Regions from separate parts of the Sus scrofa genome. Here region 1 is linked to region 2. Evidence: chromatin contacts called from public HiChIP or PLAC-seq data. All regions are on one chromosome and are shown on one strand. Each heading gives the region's core, a stretch centred on a gene start, on an enhancer-like site or on the middle of the called end of the contact. The rest is flanking DNA. Distances are from core to core; before and after follow the strand shown.

The links. HiChIP or PLAC-seq counts read pairs in DNA pulled down with a chosen protein or histone mark.
Region 1: an H3K27ac HiChIP or PLAC-seq map of alveolar macrophages shows a contact between it and region 2. The contact joins the enhancer-like site here to the promoter of UBASH3B in region 2. A contact is called at or near these places in 4 of 5 promoter capture datasets (fetal liver, fetal skeletal muscle and liver), 9 of 47 Hi-C or Micro-C datasets (alveolar macrophages, blood, heart right ventricle and 2 more) and 2 of 2 datasets of contacts at active chromatin or transcription factors (alveolar macrophages and skeletal muscle).

The regions. Positions count from the first base shown.
Region 1 is chr9:49,717,737-49,720,436 of Sscrofa11.1, reverse strand. All of the region lies in intron 1 of UBASH3B (ubiquitin-associated and SH3 domain-containing protein B), which reads right to left. Among named protein-coding and RNA genes, the nearest start is that of CRTAM, 63 kb to the left of the region's middle. Within about 2 kb of position 1,371, at least 16 of the 83 cell types and tissues checked have an H3K27ac peak or open chromatin away from gene starts, as enhancers often do. A contact at or near this core is called in alveolar macrophages, where this site is marked.
Region 2 is chr9:49,629,298-49,631,997 of Sscrofa11.1, reverse strand. It overlaps UBASH3B (ubiquitin-associated and SH3 domain-containing protein B), which reads right to left and starts at 1,320. Exons shown (of 14, transcript XM_005667439.3): 1 at 720-1,320. The coding sequence starts at 771.

The DNA.
Region 1 (2,700 bases), core at 122-2,621, 88 kb before region 2:
TTGGTACTTAAGGGAGGGGTTGAACAGAGTGGCCAGGACAGACTCAGAGTCACAGAGTGGGGCTGGAATCTGCAACTTCCCTCTCTAGATGCCAGACCCCACGTAAGTGACCTAACCTCTCTGAGCTCGTTCCCTGGGTAACAAAAGCTCATTCCAGGGCTCTGGTACAGGTATGTGAAATGGCAAGAAGGAATGGCAAGTTCAAGGTCTGCATTCCTCCACCACTGGCTCCCTCTCCACCCCTGCCGACTGCCCTTCCCAACTTTCTCCAACTCTCAGGTTAAGCCTGGTCTGGAATTCTCCTGGACAGAACAGTTCTTGGCTGATGCCTGAGAGGTTTACGCTGCAGCTAAAATCCCAGGAAATTCTACCCTCCCTGTTCCAGCGCAGTGAGGCGGCTGAGAGGTCAGGTTCAATTTCCTGATGTGGCTTACTGCTTCCCCTTTCACGGGGCATGGGGGAGGTGGGGGGGCACTTTCTATATCACAAAGGACTTGAGCAAACACGCTGGGAAGTGAGAGTGGTCCCAGCTCTCCGGGCAGCCTCCTGTCTGCTGCTGGCCCGACTCCCGCCCCCAAGACCATCACCCCTTTGTCGTGTTGTCTGATCCCCTGGGCCTCAGTTCCCAGAGCTCAGAGAATGAGGCAATACCCCCTTGGGTGGGCAGAAAGCACAGTGCCACCCTGGGGACCTTAGGAAGCCTCGTCAAAGGAGGGTTTAGGGTTTTTTGTTTGTTTTTTCTTTTTTTTAAAAAAAAACAAGGTCTTATTTTCCCATTAAATTTCTGGGAGCTGGGAGCCCTTCCACCTCACAAGCCCTCCTCCCTTGATGCTTTAGGAGGAAAGGGAACAGGAACCAGAAGTCAATCAGTAATTTTATTTTATGGATAGAAAAATACAAACCATTCGTCCAGTATCCCATGCATAGCCTGGAATAGCTAGATTTATCAGATGTCTGCTAATACCTAGGACCACGATGGGCCCCTCTGAGCATGATGACGTGTGTATGTTTGTTAAGTGTGTGTCCAAGATCACAAATTCTGCTGACGGTATAGGTATTAAGATATGATATTTAGGATGCTTACAGAATTTCAGGCCTTGGAGATCAATCCTCTCGTGTGGCAGATGAGGAACTAAGACCGCCCAGGTAAACGACAGGCACAGGACGCCAGGTGTCCTAAGTCCCCAAGCTGTGCTCTTGGCACATCACCAGGCTGTGTCTCTGGCTTTTTGGCTTAGACTGTGCTGCTCGATGTCCTTTTGATCTCGCAACACTTCTTGAGCTCCAGGCAGGTGCTCCTGTGCTGAGAGGCTTCTCCCCTCTGTGCGGTCTTGGGTCCTACTTCCTTCTTGGACCTCCTCCCACAGCTGCCCCCGGCCTTACCACAGCCCTCCACACTGAGGCGCTACAGCCTTGGAGAACAGCTCCAACCACCCCCGATGTGAAGGGAGCAGAGTCTGCAAAGAGCCAAACGTGCCCCCTTCCTGGGATGCAGGAAATAAGTGGGGTGCGAGGGGAGGAGGCGGGGAAGGAGGAAGTGTCAGGTAACCATCTTACTTAATCCTCAGGGCACGTCTTTTAGGTGTTTTGCAAGATGGGGAAGCAGAGGCTTAGAGAGAGAGAGGCAGAGCATTAGGCTTAAACTTACAAACGTGCAAGCTTAAGAATCCAATCCAGTTACTGGCTCCAAGGAGCAAGACGTGGTCCTACATTTCCGATTCACAAAGAGTACCTGACTTAGCTCTCTGTGGCTTTCAAGGCCAAGCGTGCCTAAGAATTTTTCACACCATTTATTTTTACTGCCACATTCAAATGTCACCCCTGACTGCGGTCGGCCTGGATTCCTCTCAGGCCAACACATGGTGATCTTATGTCACAATGCAGGGCTTGATTCTTTCTGTCCTAATTAACTGAGGCTCTTCCTTAACCAGCTCGTGAGCCAGCTGCCTAGGAACCCTGTGTCCTGTGTCCCTTGCCCTCCACCACTGGACTGAGGGCAGAGTCTAACTTCTCCATTCCATAGGGCAGGGAACTGAGGCTTGGAGAGAAAAACGACTTCCTGAAGGTCACGGTGAGTTGGTGCAGAGCTAACTTAGAACCCAGGACTCACAAATTATTGTCATGTACATGACTCCAACCCATCACTTCTTCCCACCGCTTTGACTATCCATTGGGTGCCCCCGGGAGAAGGGCTGAGCTGGGGGGACAGCCAATTCTGGTCTGTGGCTCTATCACTGTGTGATCCTGAGCAAGTCTCTGACCTTCCTGGGATCGTGGAAAACGGAAAGGGCTTAGATGGAGCTCAAAGTCCCCTTCCAGTTCCAATGGCCCATGTGTTATGTGTCCTGTGGGTTCTCTTCTCCTTCCTCACACTGGGGGAGGCAGCTGGGCTGTTTCCATTCCCCAGGATGACAGTGAGAGGTAAAACAGAAGAGCCAGATGTGGCCTGATGAGGAAGGGTAGCCTGGCGAGGTTGGGGGAGGGGGGCCATGGAGACTCCTCAGGGGCAATGACACTGGATAGCAAAGCAGGAGTCACACTTACAAACACCCAAAGCAATGGAAAGCGGCCCTCCCTGCAGGTGGCAGCCTCCAGCCTCACTCTGCTTCACCCAGTGGGAAGGAACCATATTCTCTCTAAGCCAAGCGTGCTCGGTCTGACCCCGTCAGCGGCTCTCCCAGATGAAACACAGGTTGGGGG
Region 2 (2,700 bases), core at 71-2,570:
AGGGAGGACGGCTCCCCCTCCTTACTCTCAGGCACCCACAGATTTCTGCACTGCCGTCACCACTGACGAGAACCCAGGTCTCCTGGGGGAATTGCTTCCCCTTCTCATTCCAACCTCCCTATCAATGAACACGCAGCAACCCCCACGCTCCCGCTCCTCCTACTCCGGTGGGAGACAGAACCCGAGAGCGACATCCGGAGCTGGAAGCCGCTGCGGTGGGAGCGCCGGCCTCCCTGCCCCGCCGTCCCTTGCCCTTTCCCAGCCATCAGAGGATTCCAAGTCAGCCCGGCCGTTGGATCGACAGGGTACCCGAATCCTCTGTGGGGCCCCGTCTCCCCGGGGAATCGGCGCTGGAACCTCCAGGAGTCCTCGAGAGATAGGCTTAGCCCCACCCGCGGAGGCCAGGCGCCGAGCAAGGAACCCGGGACACGAACCCGGTGCCCTCGCCCGTAGGCATCCCACGCCTTTAGACACGCTTCTCCGTAGGCAATTCAAGCGAGCCCCAAGCCCAGCGCTCAAGCGCGGCGCCCTCCCCTGCACCCCCTCCCGGAGAAGCCGAGTCCCGGGCCGCCTGCGCGCCCAGCCTGCCCCCAACAGGTCGTGGGCAGCGGGGAGCGCGCCGCCCGCCGGTCAGGCGCCGGGAGGCGAGCCGGAGCGAAGCCGAGGGCCGGCCGCGTGGAGCGGGAGGGGTCGCCGGGGCTGCGAGCCCGGCCACTTACGCGCGGGCTCGGGGGAACCCCATGGACAGGAGCACGTCCAGCGCCGATCCATGCTTGATGGTGCCGGGGCGCTGCTGGCGGTTCCTCCGCGGGGTGACTTTGCTGTACAGCTCCTCTCTCGCAGCCATGCCGAGCGGGCTGGGGTGGCCGTACTGAGCCATGCTCAGCGGCCAGCCATCGCCCAGGAAGGCGACCGAGCCGGATCGTCCGGTAGGGCGGGGGGCCGGCCTGGAGCAGGGGAGGGGGCTCGGGGACCCGGAGCCGGGCAGGCGGCGGCGGCAGAGGAGGCGGCGCTCGGAGCTTCCCCCAGTGTGGAGACTGACGCTTCCTGGTGAGGCCGCCGGAGCCAGAACGGCCCGCGAGCGGTTTCTGCCGGACCGGCCGTCAGCCACTTCGGCCCCGGGTGCCCCCTGCACGGCGCCCGCAGCAGCCCTCTCTCCTCCGCCCCCTTCCTTCTCCTCTCCTAGCAGTCCGGGAATTTGCAATGAGTAATTTTTGAATGGATCAAAAAGGAAAAGGAGCCTTGTGGGCTGGCCCTGCCTCGCCTGTACGGGGGCCCCGCCCCTCTCTTAAAGGGGCAGCGCGGCCCGTGGCTACTCCAGGCTGGGCACACGCTGCAGCGTTCAGGTGCTTCTGAGCGAAGATTCCAACCAGTGGGCTGCCTGTGTACGTTGACTGGTTCTGGAAAGTCACTCTCGGCGCCCCAGCTTCTCCATGGCTTCCAATGAGGGACAGCTGGGCCTCAAGACACGAGATCGACCCATTTCAAGTTTCCTATGGTACTTAATGGCGTTATTGATGGAAGCTGGGTGAACTGATGATGACGTTAATGGACCAGACCCTTAAGGCCCAGATAAAAAGTTTTGCTTCCCAAAGACCCTGCAAGACCCAAAGGATTGTTAGGGCCTTTGAAGACCAAATTCTCATCAGCGGGCCAAAGGGCCACACTGAAGACCTTCCTTGTTTTCCATGACCTACATAGTGACTTCAGGGTAAAGAGTGAGACCTCTCAGCCCCGGGAAGGGGAGAGGGGAGGAGGGAGAGGACAGGCGAGGAAGGAGGAGGAGAGGAAGGAAGTAGAAAGTGGAAGGAGGGCTGAGAGAGGAGGAACAGAGAAACGACACTTTCTGATTATGAGGTGTTCAGAAGGGAATGGGCTCATTTTCAATAGGGAGTGAGTATCCCTGTTCATACAGGAATACAAAGAATGACTAGATCATTACTGCTCAGCAGTGACCGATAAGTAAGTTGTATCCTAGGTTGGCCAAAACTATACCTGCCTCAAAGAAGGTGGAAGTCTTAGTCATCCCGCTCCCCATTGCCCCACACCATGAAGCTGGCTTAGAGAATGCCAAAAGCTCTTTCATTTGAGACAAGCTCACAGTCCTTAGTTGGGAAAAAGGGCCCAACCTGGTATAATGAAAAAGGCACAGAGTAAACCCTAGCTGCTCTTTTTCAGATAATAAATTAGTATTATACCTAACGTTTATCGGGCTCTTGTATGTATCTGTCATTGTAGTGAAGATAATCAAAGAATTAACTCATTGAATTTTTATGACCCTGTGAGATGTGTACGATTATTATCCCAGTTTACAGAAGAGAAAACTCAGAGAGGTTGAAGAAGGTCATAAACTGGGAAGTCAGAGCCGGAGCTTATATCCACTGTGGTGCCTTGGGCAAGTCACTTCCGCCATCTATAGCCCCATGTCCTTATCTGTATGCATCGTAGTAGCTAGCCTTATGCATGCTGGGTTCTCCAAAAATGTCAGCTCCTTTTCCTGCCTGGAGCTTTGAGGGGAAGGAATGGGGGGAGGGGAGGGGTGATGACCAGCTCTCAAAGACCAGCTTTTTTTTGATGTTGCTTTCTTTGTAAGTCATCTAAGGGTTTTATCAGGGAAATGACACAGCTTAATTCTCTTAGCCCAGAACTGGTTTTCTAAAGACTGTCCAGTGGTGTTTGGAAGTGGGGAGATAAGGACTA